2 separate regions of the Mus musculus genome follow, and region 2 is linked to region 1. Evidence: chromatin contacts called from public HiChIP or PLAC-seq data. All regions are on one chromosome and are shown on one strand. Each heading gives the region's core, a stretch centred on a gene start, on an enhancer-like site or on the middle of the called end of the contact. The rest is flanking DNA. Distances are from core to core; before and after follow the strand shown. Region 1 overlaps Dock4 (dedicator of cytokinesis 4). Region 2 holds the start of Dock4 (dedicator of cytokinesis 4).

Evidence for each region. HiChIP or PLAC-seq counts read pairs in DNA pulled down with a chosen protein or histone mark.
Region 2: a contact with region 1 is called in an H3K4me3 HiChIP or PLAC-seq map of microglia, with 6 times the contacts expected there. The contact joins the promoter of Dock4 here to the enhancer-like site in region 1. A contact is called at or near these places in 5 of 39 promoter capture datasets (the C10 cell line, the HPC-7 cell line, cranial neural crest and 2 more), 6 of 484 Hi-C or Micro-C datasets (the C10 cell line, bone marrow-derived macrophages, cerebellar granule neurons and 3 more) and 12 of 115 datasets of contacts at active chromatin or transcription factors (bone marrow-derived macrophages, embryonic forebrain, embryonic hindbrain and 5 more).

The regions. Positions count from the first base shown.
Region 1 is chr12:40,654,819-40,661,206 of GRCm38.p6, forward strand. The region is part of intron 8 of Dock4 (dedicator of cytokinesis 4); the gene reads left to right. Among named protein-coding and RNA genes, the nearest start is that of Dock4, 210 kb to the left of the region's middle. Within about 2 kb of position 1,608, at least 16 of the 459 cell types and tissues checked have an H3K27ac peak or open chromatin away from gene starts, as enhancers often do. A contact at or near this core is called in microglia, where this site is marked.
Region 2 is chr12:40,443,518-40,450,677 of GRCm38.p6, forward strand. It overlaps Dock4 (dedicator of cytokinesis 4), which reads left to right and starts at 2,536. Exons shown (of 53, transcript NM_172803.2): 1 at 2,536-2,877. The coding sequence starts at 2,841. It overlaps Zfp277 (zinc finger protein 277), which reads right to left and starts at 2,273. Exons shown (of 12, transcript NM_178845.3): 1 at 2,149-2,273. The coding sequence starts at 2,242. It overlaps Gm40406 (a long non-coding RNA gene), which reads right to left and starts at 2,142. Exons shown (of 2, transcript XR_872699.3): 1 at 1-2,142.

The sequences.
Region 1 (6,388 bases), core at 358-2,857:
TGTTTGATTGTGAGCCTTGGTGTCATGGTTGTTGTGTAACTTTCGTTCCTTTGTTTACTGGCACATTCTAAGTCCTTATTAATTAACACTGTCATTTTGACTTGGGACTAATTCATTCCTTTACTTTTGACTCAGCAGAGAACTTGGCCTGAGTACCACCTGTTGGTCACTGGCTACAGCAAAGTTGCTCGTACACATCAGCCGCTGGCTTGGGCTTCTAAGTGAGAAATTAGCAGCAGGGTGTGCTTAATTCTAGTAATTGCAATGATGAAGTTTACTTTCTTTCTTTTCTTTTTTCTTTTTTTTTTTTTTTTTTGGTGTTTCGAGACAGGGTTTCTCTGTATAGCCTTGGCTGTCCTGGAACTCACTTTGTAGACCAGGCAGGCCTCGAACTCGGAAATACGCCTGTCTCTGCCTCCTGAGTGCTGGGATTAAAGGTGTGCGCCACCACGCCTGGCAAAGTTTACTTTCTAATGAGTCCTTTTTCGAATACTTTTCTGAAGTTAGATTTTCTTTTTCTACTATCATGCGGTTAAACCCATTTTTCTTGAAAGGGTTCTATAGAAGCTTTCTTTTGCCTACAATTATGCCTTATTAAGTCCAATTCTGTCATTTAAGGGAGCGAGAGAACTGAATGCAGTAGATAAAGCACAGGCATTTTAAAAATCCAGATCCTTTAACTGTAAAATGGCTATGACTTTCTCTCTGTCTGGGAGAGACACACATCACCTGTGTCTTGTACACCCTTTCATTGTGGCTAAGTGGCCACACTCTGTGGTTAGGAAATCTGGGTAGAAATTCTGACTTTGCTACATCAGCCTGGGCACTTAACTGCGCATCTCTTACAGCTGTTAACTGGTAGGAATTAATGAAGATAACAGTGCTTTCTGGAGGGATTTCTTGAATGTTAAATGCATAGGATGTTGCCCAGGACCCAGGAGTTTATTGGTGCGTCCTGGCTATGAGGAGGAGGATTTTTGAACCCAAAGAGGAAGTATACATCACCCTAACTAGATGTACGTGGTGGCTACCTTTGTATTCTTATAGAAATCACACATTCCAAGAAATTGGTGATGTTTTAGTTATGATACTGCAGTTACTTAAAGTTTAGAGAGACCCTCTAGCAAAAAGGTAATATGCAGTGCATATTATGTTAGCCAGGAGTACACAAAAAATGGGAACCAGAAGCCTGAAGGGGGATTACAACCTGAAACACCACAGTGGGAACAGGAATAAGGAAGTTGGAAATCCTGTCTCCAGATGAGGAGAGTCTTATGAAATTGCTTTCATAGCTTCCAGTAACCCTGTTCAGCGGCAGACATTATTATATAAGAGCTTAGAGAAAGTGGTACTACTTTTATCTGCGTATAGTACTACATAGCAAGGTTAATAGAGCCTTTACAGGTTTAGTTCCCCTTGTCTGTGCTACATGTCTTGTTTGATGCATTACTTGAAGCTTACCATGGCCTGATCATACAAGTTCACCATCTACATTTTTACATAATTTAGGAATACTTACTGTTTTGACTGTGACATATTGTAGGCCTGGGTCTGTTTTTGTAATTTCATATTACAATGCTCACTAAAACTTGTAAGCTTTCCAAAGCAAAGAAAAGCAGTGTAAGGAAAATGGCCCAGCCAGACTAGCAAGGGACGCAGTGCACAGAGTTAAAATAGGTAGAGGAGGCATTCAGAACCCCTCCTTGAATTGTGGCAGCACAGTGGCAGCCGTTCTATCGGGCCCAGAGCATTTCCTGCTGTGTCTAGACATGTTGGCACAGATTCACTGTGGGTGTCTGTCCAGCAGTGACCCATAGAGACCTTCCCCGGGGCCCTGTGTTGACAAGCACAACTGCTTCCCACCTCCCTCCTCTCCATCATCTGATTGTTCCAGCAGGTGCATGGGAATTGGTGTTGTTGTCACCTCCGAATTAATCACATCTGTGGTTTATCCCTCATTCACTCTTGTGTTATACATAAAAAAAAAAAAATGGCCCACACATACTGGTTGCCTTTAATGGTAGTGACTCTAAGGAAGCTGCTGGAACAGAGGTGGGGCAGGAGGGGGATACAAATACAAAGAACTGAGCAAGGAAAGGCTTTATCCAAATCTAGAACACACTGTGTATCATGGAACCACTCAGCTTTTTTATAGCATTGTATGATAAGAATATAATGCCAATTATTTAACTTTAGTAGATGACTAGAAAAACTAGAGTTGCAGAAAACCGGAAGCTCACAGAGTGCATGAACTTGAGTAGGCTTCTCTTTTGCCTTGCACTTATGCAGACAGCTTGACGCTCTTAAGTAGAGGAGTATTTTTATTTGTACAAGGTGAGCAGAAAGCCCTCGTCTCCCCGATCCTGCCTTTTAAGTCAGGGGCAGGTTAGTGAGTCTCCTCCCCTCACTAGTATCATGGTCTTCTCTGTCTTTCTTCATGAACACCCAGGTTGCCGCCTGTAGGGCATTCAGAATAATTTAGTTTTCCTGGAGTCTGAATGGGATAAGCCTCTGTCACGCATAGTAAGCACTTCACAAAGACTTTATTCAGTGCCATTTACAGTTGCAGAAGGATTTGGCATCCACAAAGGGATGACCAGTGGTGTGCCTCTACTCTCTCTTCCCCTTCAGTTTCTCAGCACCTTGCAGAATACTTGATACCGGGTGTGTGTGTGTGTGTGTGTGTGTGTGTGTGTGTGGTGATGCATTTAAAGGAAGCTTTTAAGTTTTGCTTTCCTGTTGAGGCAAAGCATTAAAAGATCCTGCCATTAGTCCCTTAATCTTTGCTATCATCCTTCCCCTCCAGGAGTGGGGTGGGGATGTGCTCTTAATAAGAGAGAGCCAGGGTGCTGAGTGCATCATCACTAAGAGCTGTTTCATGTTACCTTGTGCTCTCAGCCCTGTCTCCAGGGAGCCACCATTTGCAAACACTGTCATGCTGAAAATAAAAGTACATAGGAGTCATCAGATAAAGGCCTGGTGTTACCCCCTAAGCAGTTGGACCTCTTGGATCTTAAGTTAAGCAGGGAGGGTCTACTTTATGGCAGTTTGGCTCTGGCGTTTCACACCACTACTGTGCAGTTACTGACGTCTGCTCATTCATACATTTAGCCAGCAAACAAGCCCCACCTAAGGCTAAGTGCTCATCTCAAGAAGGCATAAAGAAAACCACATCTTCCCAAGCCTTGTATTCTACTTAGGTTCAAAATGTTGAGAAAAATAAGGATAGTTTCTAAGTTACGCCTTTATATAGTATGGTCTATAAGGGTATGGCAGTCAGTATGCATTTTGTTGGTTCATTCGTTTTTTTGAGTTGTCTCACTATGTAGTCCTAGTTAGCCTGGAACTTGGTATGTACACCAGGCTGGCCTTGAACTTCTAGAGATCTTCCTGCCTCTGCTTCCAGGGTACTGGATTATAGCCAAGTGCCACAACAAAAAATTAAAATATGAACCCACAAAGAAAAAAACCTCAGAACATTCTTTTGAGAAAAAAAAAAGAAATAAAGATTTAGTTATTGATACTAAGGGTGTAAATTACATAGATTTTTTTTTTAAATTAATCATTCTATTTTCATTTACATCTTCTTTTTTCCCAATTTTTAATTAGGTATTTTCTTCATTTACATTTCAAATGCTATCCTGAAAGTCCCCTATACCCTCCCCCCACCCTGCTCCCCTACCCACCCACTCCCACTTCTTGGCCCTGGTGTTCCAGGCATATAAAGTTTGCAATACCAAGGGGCCTCTCTTTCCAGTGATGGCCGACTAGGCCATCTTCTGCTACATATGCAGCTAGAGACACGAGCTCTGGGGGGGTACTGGTTAGTTCATATTGCTGTTCCTCCTATAGGGTTGCAGATCCCTTCAGCTCTTGGGTACTTTCTCTAGCTCCTCCACTGGGGGCCCTGTGTTCCATCCAATAGATGACTGTGAGCATCCACTTATGTGTTTGCCAGGCACTGGCATAGCCTCACATGAGACAGCTATATCAGGGTCCTTTCAGCAAAATTTTTCTGGCATATGCAATAGTGTCTGTGTTTGGTGGCTGATTATGGGATGGATCCCTAGTGGGGTAGTCTCTGGATGGTCCATCCTTTCATCTTAGCTCCAGACTTTGTCTCTGTAACTCCTTCCATGGGTATTTTGTTCTTTATTCTAAGGAGCAATGAAGTATCCACATGTTGGTCTTCCTTATTCTTGATTTTCTTGTGTTTTGCAAATTAAAATTCTCAACTGAGGAATACCGAAAATGTTCAACGTCCTTAATCATCAGAGAAATGCAAATCAAAACAACCCTGAGATTCTACCTCACACCAGTCAGAATGGCTAAGATCAAAAATCCAGGTGACAGCAGATGCTGGGGAGGATGTGGAGAAAGAGGAACACTCTTCCATTGCTGGTGGGATTGCAAGCTTGTACAACTACTCGGGAAATCAGTCTGGCTGTTCCTCAGAAAATTGGACATAGTACTACCAGAAGATCCAGCAATACCTCTCCTGGGCATATATCCAGAAGGTGTTCCAACTAGTAATAAGGACACATGCTCCACTATGTTCATAGCAGCCTTATTTATAATAGCCAGAAGCTGGAAAGAACCCAGATGTCCCTCAATAGAGGAATGGATACAGAAAATGTGGTACATTTACACAGGAGTACTACTCAGCTATTAAAAACAATGAATTTATGAAATTCTTGGGAAAATGGATGGATCTGGAGGATATCATCCTGAGTGAGGTAACCCAATCACAAAAAAAGTCACTTGATACACACTCACTGATAAGTGGATATTAGCCCAGGAACCTAGAATACCCAAGAAACAACTTGCGTTAACATCTTCTTAACCTTTATTTTTCGTTTGTTTTAAAATGCCTACTTCACCCCAAAGTCTATAGAGAGCTTTGGTTTACTTGTGTTTCCCAATCCTTATTAAAAATGGTCTCCTCACAAAGAAATAGTATTTCACAAAGTCAAAATAACTTCCATGTGTAGATCGGACTGATCTCTTCCTCGCAGAGTGTCCAGGATACAGTGTTGGCAGTGATCCAATTCTGTGAACTCCAAGAACAATTAGCTTACGACACTCCTCCCTCATGCACATCACCCTGCTTCCTGACCCTGCTCTTGTTGGTCCTGCTCCTACCCATGGCTACTTCTGCATCCTCCGAGACTTCTGCATCCTCTGCTCAGAAGAAGCTTGTTTTCCTATCCATCTTCTAACACGTTCTCTGGAGAAAGACTAAAGCGTGTGCTCTCCTCCCTCACCACATTCATTCTTAGTCAGAATTCTATATAGGTCTGGTGATGGCATTTCTATACAGGCAAGGTTATACTTTTTAAAAGTCATCTTACCCTACAACACCGTCATTACCTCCCCATCCCCTGTCTGTTTCTTGCTGGCCCCACGTGTCTCCTCAAGTCGTACCCTCTGCTGCTTCCATTTCACACAGATTCCATATTGTCCTTCCCTCTTCTCTTAGTTTATAGATTTTTGTTTCCTGAATTACATAGAGAGAGGCATGCACATACTTGGACACATTTCTGTCCCCTGTTGCATTTTATTTCTGCAAATGAGATAAACATGTGGTATTCATCTCTGAGTCTCTGTTACTTTATTAATGTAGCAATCTACCAATTCATCTGTTTGTGCACATGGAGACTGGTTCTGTGTGTTTACTATTGTGAGAGTACAGGAATAAACATGGATGTGCAATTTTCTCTAACTTAAAGTCTGGTAGTGGTATGGCTAGATCATGGTAGTTAACATTTTTAATGTTTTGAAAACCTTGATACTGATTCCCACAGTGGCTTTATCCCTTTACATTGTCCCCACCAGTGTATCTGCGTTCTTCTTTCCCTGCATCCTTGCTAACACTGGTTGTCATTTCTTCCTTGGTGGGCTCTTCTGACTGGTATGAGATAGAATCATAAAGCAATTTTAGTATACTTCGCCAATGGCGAAAGGTGTTGAAGAAAATTAAATTTGAGAAAATCTCTGTTCAGTTTGTTAGCCCACATATTATTGTGTAATTTAGGGGTATATAGCTCATTCTGTACTCTAGATCTCAGTCCCCTGTTAGATGTATTGTTGACAAAGACTTTTTTTTCTATTGTATAGGGCATCTCTTTAGTCTGGTGATTGCTTCTTTGCACTACTTAAATCTCACAAAATACCACTTGACAATTCTGGTGTTGTTATGATGTTGAAATCCTTTTCAGAGTATCCATGATACATACTTCCTAGGTCATTTAATTATATAGCATTTATCTTTCTAAGAATTTACCCAAGTAGGAAATTGGGGATTTTGTAATTAGAGTCATTGCTATATATAAAGCAGCCACAACAACTACCACCACCACCACCACCACCACCACCATCATCATCATCA
Region 2 (7,160 bases), core at 1,286-3,785, 210 kb before region 1:
AGGATTTGAAAAGAATTCTGATAAAGTCATAGAGTGATCCATTATTAAAGGAGAATTTTAATGACATAAGAATCAGTCATGAAGCTCCCCCAGTCACTGGTCTAAATCAATGATAATACTGGGCAGTTCTGAAGTAAGGAGAGGGTTTGTTTTTGTGACAACCACTGAAAATTCACTGCTGCTCAATGGTTTTGTGGAAGATAATTTGGAGCCTAAAATTAAGTTTTCATTAGTCACCCAATTCAGGCTTACCATATTTCAACACTGGTCCTTGATTAATAATTTCCTTATACTTTTTGAAAATACTAAGTGGGTAAAGGACACTTGATTATTATTGGGAAATATTCATGAGTACTTTTAACAGGGAAAACTGGCATTCATGGAAAACTCACACAAACTTAATACTCTACTGGGCAAACATCTATCTATCCATCTATATTATGTATATAATATATGACAAATATATTATACATATATATAAATCCACTCTCTGTAATGCTATTGAAAATCAGAGCTACTTTATACATTTACTAACAGGGGACTGGCTAGAGTATGGAATATCTTTCCTATGGAACATGAGTGTATTCACTAACAAATGTAACAAAAAAATTGATATAGAAGTATCTTTGATAAACAATAGGAAGAAGAAAGCTGTAGATCTTTGAGTTTACTAGAATCATCCCTCTTATTTTAAAATGGGGTATACAATGCATATTATAAAGGACTATGTTATAAAATATGCATCACTTTTGTCTTTATAAGTGGAACTGTGTAGTGGATGTTACTATTATTATTATTTTTTTAATCTACAGACCTCTGAATGAAGTGCTTGAAATATTTGTAATGAATTCTAAGTGTAAGGTAATTATTTATGCTTTAGAGGTATTTTCAAGTTTTCAAATAAATTAACCCGTGAGAAAAAGTTATCAGTGAGGAGAAGAAGCCGGGCAGTGGCGGCGCACGCCTTTAATCCTAGCATTTGGGAGGCAGAGGCAGGCGGGTTTCTGAGTTCGAGGCCAGCCTGGTTTAGAGTGAGTTTCAGGTCAGCCAGAGCTACACAGAGAAACTCTGTCTCTAAAAACCAAAACTAACCAACCAACCAACCAAAACCCCCACAAAAACAAAAACCATAAACAACGCCCCCCCCCCCCGCCAAATTATTAAAGCTTCCAACTTTATATCTTAAAATGTGGAATTTTGGTGATCTGGAAAAACATAAGTACGGGATATATGGCAAACCCATTGATAGGAATCTCACTCATGGAAAGTGGGAAGAAATTGCACTTTTATTTCCCTGCTACTGAGATAAAAAGCTGTGAAGGTTAAATGGAAAAAACATCAACAAGGACTGAGAACCCAAATTAACCCCCAAAATTAACACTTAAACAAAATGGGTGGGGAGTGGAGCGCGACCAAAAGAAAAGGTAGTCTATGATGAAAGTTTGACTTTTGGTCTCTACAGTGGAACTGAAGAAAGCAGCAAAGTCAGGTTGATACAAAGTAGCTGTGATGAATTTTAAAACCCTATTTTAAATATTCTGTGAGGGCTGGAGTGAATTTAATTCTCTTTTCTCTTTCTCTTAGAATGTAACATCTCCCAGGCTACAGGGCCAAATGATACCTGAGACACACACATCCTTTCCTTTTGAAGAGGACTACAACCTGCAACCAGCAAATAAGTATTAGAGAGCCGTGACGTGACTAGTCTCCAACTTGGAAACCGGTCCCAAACTACATAAAACACCTTCCCAGAGCCAAATTCAGCAAACCGGGGAGAGCGAGGGCTACAAGTCAGGAAATAGCGGCTAATCACAGCTTTACAGTCACACGTGTGCAACCCAGACCTGACCCACACCCACTTGGCGGCAAGTGCAAAGCACAGAATTCCAAACCGGAAGACAGCAAAGGAGCTTTCTCAGAGGCCGGGAAGGCAGCTCTTCACATTTTCTGCTCCCACCCCAAAACAGCTTCAGCCTGGCAACCTCCGTCTGCCCAACCCATATCTCTGGGTCCCGCCCGCGGCTTTTTCCCTGGCACCAAGGTGGTCTCCCAGCCGACCAGCTTCAAAGGTTTGAGCGGCTGCCAGCTGCACCTCGGGCACAGAAGAAGGAAGACAGATCACCCGCGCCTAAGGGACAGCACACTCACCTTCATGATCTGTGTGTCCGATTCCGCCGCGGACCCCGCGGACCCCAGCCTCCCGGGGGTCCACAGGAAGCCCCTGGACCTCACTAGCAGCCATTACCTGGCACAGTAGAAAGGGGCGGGCCGTAGGCGGGGCGGAGCGGTGATACACCAATAAAAACGCGCCTGGGGTCGCATGCCGCCTCACTGAGGGAGTTCCTACACGCCTATGCTGTGCCGTCACATTTTGGACCAATCGATTGTGGCGAGCCTAACTAGGTGCCCCGCCCCCAACCGCTGTAGTCCCGCCTCCTTCCGGAGCCGGGAGCGTAAGAACTACAACTTCCAGCATGCCGCGAGGCAGTGGGTAGGCAGCGCTGGACGGGCGCTGACGGGCGGGGGTGCGCCCGCGAGTGCCCCGGCGTGTTCGCTTAGTTCAGTGAATCAGAACAATGACTGCGCCGCCGGGTCCCCGGGAGCGCGTCGCAGGGCTGTGAGCAGCCGCGGCCGGCAGAGCGGCGGGCGGCTCCGCCTCGGCGGTGTAGTGTCAGTGCCGGCTCCGGAGCCCCGGGAGCAGACCCTGCCCAGCGCCGCAGCCCGCGCGATCCGCTGTGCTCCAGCGACACAGCTGCTCTTCGGGAGCGGTGCATTGTTGTGAGCCACTGGAGGGGCGCGGGGATTGCACAGCCCGGAGCCCCTCAACGCCCTTCATAGCCATGTGGATACCTACGGAGCACGAGAAATACGGCGTGGGTGAGTGCTCGCGGGCGAACTTTTACCACGCTCTGGTCCTTGCCCCCACGCAGCTCGCTCCGCTCCAGGCTGCAAATGCCAGGTCTTGGCATTGCACAGCGGGTCCCGGGCTTGGCCGCACCGGCCTCCGGCTGAGGGGCGAGCACTGGGGGGCTCGCTCCTCACCGTGCACTCGGCGCTCCTCGAACCCGATCCCAGAACGTCCGGACTGCCGCTCCGGTCTCTGCTGGCTGGCGGAGTTTGGAGCGGCCGCGGGGCGTGTTGCGTGTCAAGTTGGAAGGGGAAGCCAACAGGGTTTCTCTCCCTTCTACCCCTGCTGGCCCACAGCGGCAGAGAGCTGGCAGTGGGCTGCTAAGATTTCCCGGGGTGATGAGGGAGACCAGGAACCGGCTGCTAGAATACTCCCAAACAGTAGGGAGGCGCGAAGTCCCTGCGGCTGGGGTCGGCATTCCCAGAGTGCAGAGTGTAGCCCCTGTGACAGACGGAGTCGGGACGTAGCCTCCTTCCTCCCTCGCCTCCCGGGTGTTTGGGGTGTGTGTTGCGAGCAGGGGGGTTGGTAAATTTCAACATCTGTGCTCCTGCGCTCTTTGGTCCTTGGAGGGGAACCGAGATTTTGGCAGGGTTTTTACTTCTGGCCACCTTCTCTACCAGGGAATGAGCGCAGTGGGGGTCATAGAGGCCGGCTGGAAAGTGACGAGGGAGAGGAGGGTCAGAAAGCCTGGCTCTTAGAGGCTGGCAGGCAGCTTTAGGAGAGGACTACCCTGGCACTGATTTGAGAGAAAAAGGAACAGGATAGCATTCACTGTTCTGTGCAAAGGTGAACAACAAAGACCATTAATGTTGACTGATGAATACAGGAGGCTCCCTTCCCTTCCCTCCTCCCTTGTCGGTAGGATTACAGTTCCCGTTTTTGTTGTTTGATTTCAGCTGGGTACCCCCCTCCCCCTTTGACAGTCACTCCTTTTAGGGTTGAGACTATTAAGAAGCCAGGCTCACTGACAAGCCCGAATTGGCCAAATGCAATTATAACCTCCCAGAAGGTCTAACAGAAAGAAAGCATTATAGATTTTACTGACAATCTTCATTTCCTATAATGCCCCGTTCTGCCGATTGGCGTTCTTGTTTTTATTGTGGACGGACCTAGTAATTTATATGATACAGAGACGTATTTATGCTCTGACTTCATTCTCCTGTAATTAAAAAAAAATCTGTAAAACCTTTCAGGGGAACCCTAATCACTGCAGATTTTACCTCCCCTACTTTGCCTAGGGATCGGACTTTATCTACTGAAGGGACTCTCTGATTCAACAGTCATGTTTTCCATGAGCTTCCTTTCTGGGCTGTGACTGGTTAGCAAGACAATAGTTTGTCGTGTGCCCACCTTTGCGAAAGGTTTCCAGCTTCTCTTGCCAAAGGGCTCTCCCAGAGTGGTGTAGATAGAGGTTGTTTTCCTCTCTGTTCCCTCCTCTTTTTTTTGGGGGGGGGGGGGATCAGATAACCCTTGCAAGGGAAAAGGCATTTCCTTGTCTGAGGGCTGAGGAACCAGAGGGCACCAGTCTTGACACCTGGTGCAGGAATCTCAGATCCACCCCGGCAACACTGTCCACCTTAGAGTCAATCCCAGTGGTTGTGTTCTTGCAAGTGTTAAATGATACAGGTTATGGATGACATTTATTTTTCCAGATTTCCTTCCGTGCCAGGTCACAGCTGGGTGCTGATATCGATTAGTTTTTCTCTCGCCTTTCTTTACAAGCTGTGGGCAGAGGCTTAAAAACCACTCTGGGATTTCCTGGAATGGCAACCGGATATGATCAGTCAAGTGTTTTGAGCTTGCAGCCAACACCAAGGCTTGGGATGCTGAGCCCGGTAGGGAGGTGAGAGGGTGTGCCTGTTTGGGAAAGGGAGGTGGGAGGTGAGATGAGAGGTGAGAGCACAAAGCGAGCTTCTGCCCCCCCCCATCCCCAAATTGTTGCTGAGGTTCTCATTTCTGCAGTATCACATACTCAAGAATGTTAATCATTGTTTATTACTAAGTTTTGAGCATTTGGCTTGCGGAATGCTTGGTTGTTTTTGAGAACCCATCTGTTAGGCGGGTGTGTGATGAAAATTTTGCTAGGATACTTACCCGTGGACTTTCATTTCTCACCATGGTGAGCAGTATTCGGAGCTGCTTAGATTGAAAAGTCTTTAAAAAAAATTCAGATCTGAGTTATGGTTTCCTATTATTACAGAGAATATATGTTATGCTTGGCTCATAGCGGGTATAGAAGTCAATTTCCTTGTTCTTTGCAAAAAATATGTAACTTACAATACACAAAGTTTCAGTATATAGTGTGTGTTTTTGTAATGATGCCTCTTAAGTATGGCCTTTCATACAAATAGATGTATAACATGATTATATATAAAGTAATATAGTGGATAAAATTACTAAAATTTTATCCTTGTAAATTTTGTACTTGAAAGATAGATATATTAATATATACTCAAGTCTGGTACATAGGAATTCTTTTTAATGATGAATTGATGAGTGAGCATAAAACAATCTACACTTTGTCTCTGATTTTCAGGAAGTACACTAGTAAAGCTTTACTGCTGAGGGATAAGAAACCTTTCCTTTAAAATATATATATATTAGTAGCTGAACTTGGTGGCATAGACTTGCTTATAACCTCAGCTACTTAGGAGACTCAGAAAACAAAGGTACAAGTTTAAGCCTTGCTTGGGCTACAGCATCAACTATAGGCTAGCGTGATCAAGTCAGCAAGACCTAGTATAAATACATACATACGTGCATGCATATATACATAAATGGAAAGAAACTTAGTGGCAGCACTTCCCTAGCAAGTAAGAGGCCATAGACTCAATACCCAGGATTGCCCAGGGGAGGGGGAAAGGTCAAGGATGAGGCTATGGTTCAGTGGTCCAGCATAAGAGCTAGGGTATGATGATAGGCACATTTGTCTTAGGTAAAACAAATGAGCTCCTGCTCTCATCTACACACTGCTGTCCACTGTGTTACCGGAAGTAAGTAATCTAACCCTTCTGAGCCCTGATCTCTGGGGTAAGTGCTACCCAGTGTCTTTACTAATTCTGGAGAGTTCTTGCAACCAAATGTGTCCTTTGTTACAAAACTTAATCAAGAGGTATCAAGTGCTTTAGAGCATCAAGAGGTGGATGCTTTTGTTATGACGCGTCCCACATGGTTTTAAAGTAAAACCAGAAGTTAGCGAATGCTCTGTGGAAGGCTGCCCGAATCCAGGTGTTTCTGCTCTTTCTCAGTCTGATTCTGTTTCTCTGGGATGAGTTCCATGCGCAGTGACTCCCACTTATTAATTAATCGCCCACTTATTAATGCCCTTCAGACCTCTGTGTGCCTTTTGCATAGCCTCCTCTGCTTTTGTGCTTCATACAGTGGTAGGCATTAGTAAGAAAGAAAGTTAAAGCCACTACGTTTGCTTTTGTCTTCACTGTGTATGCACAGCAACCTCAGGAGAGGCAGTAGAGGCAGTAGAGCTGCGGAGCCTCAGGCTTCTTAAGCCTAGGTAGATGTTTTATCTGTGTGAGCCTGGTTAAGCTTAGCCAGAGAATATGGGCTACAAAACAAAACATCACAAAAGACAACGAAAGAAAGAAAGGAAGGAAGAAAGAGAGAGAGAAAGAAAGAAAGAAAGAAAGAAAGAAAGTGGAAAAGGAAATAAAAGCCCCAGAGAGCCTTACAAAACAAAACCCCAGGCGAGCTACTCTGAAGGTCATGAATATCATTTTAAAAATAAAATATTGCCATCCTGATGTTACTGATCCTTCCACATATTGTTTCCTGTATCTCTCTGGAAGTGCTTCTAGAACACATTGGAATAGGAATCAATTCTTGTTGAAGTGTCTTCAACTTCTAAGTGGCACCTTCTCTTTCTTGTTGAGGATCTTTAGCCCCCTTCCCTTTGGAGGGACTCTTTGATGGGCTTGTGTGGGAGAGTTAGGAAGGTATCTGCCTTTCCTCTTGGCTTTTGTCAGTTTCCTTGCTGTTTCTTAAAATGTTTCCTATTTTGTGCTACTGTGTTGTAGATAGACAGTACACAGAACTAAATAGCTTGGGATTGTTGGTAAGGCTTTGAGCCTGGTGCAGACTCTATACTGCAGGTGGGAAGAAAAGAGTAACTAGGAGGGCTGTGCCAGTGATAGAGCGGCTGCTGTTCTTGATCCAGCCTCCTGAGGCAACAGCCAGTAAAAAATAGTTTTTTTCTTTTGGTCATTGTCCTATGTGATGATTCTTTCATAAGGTCCCC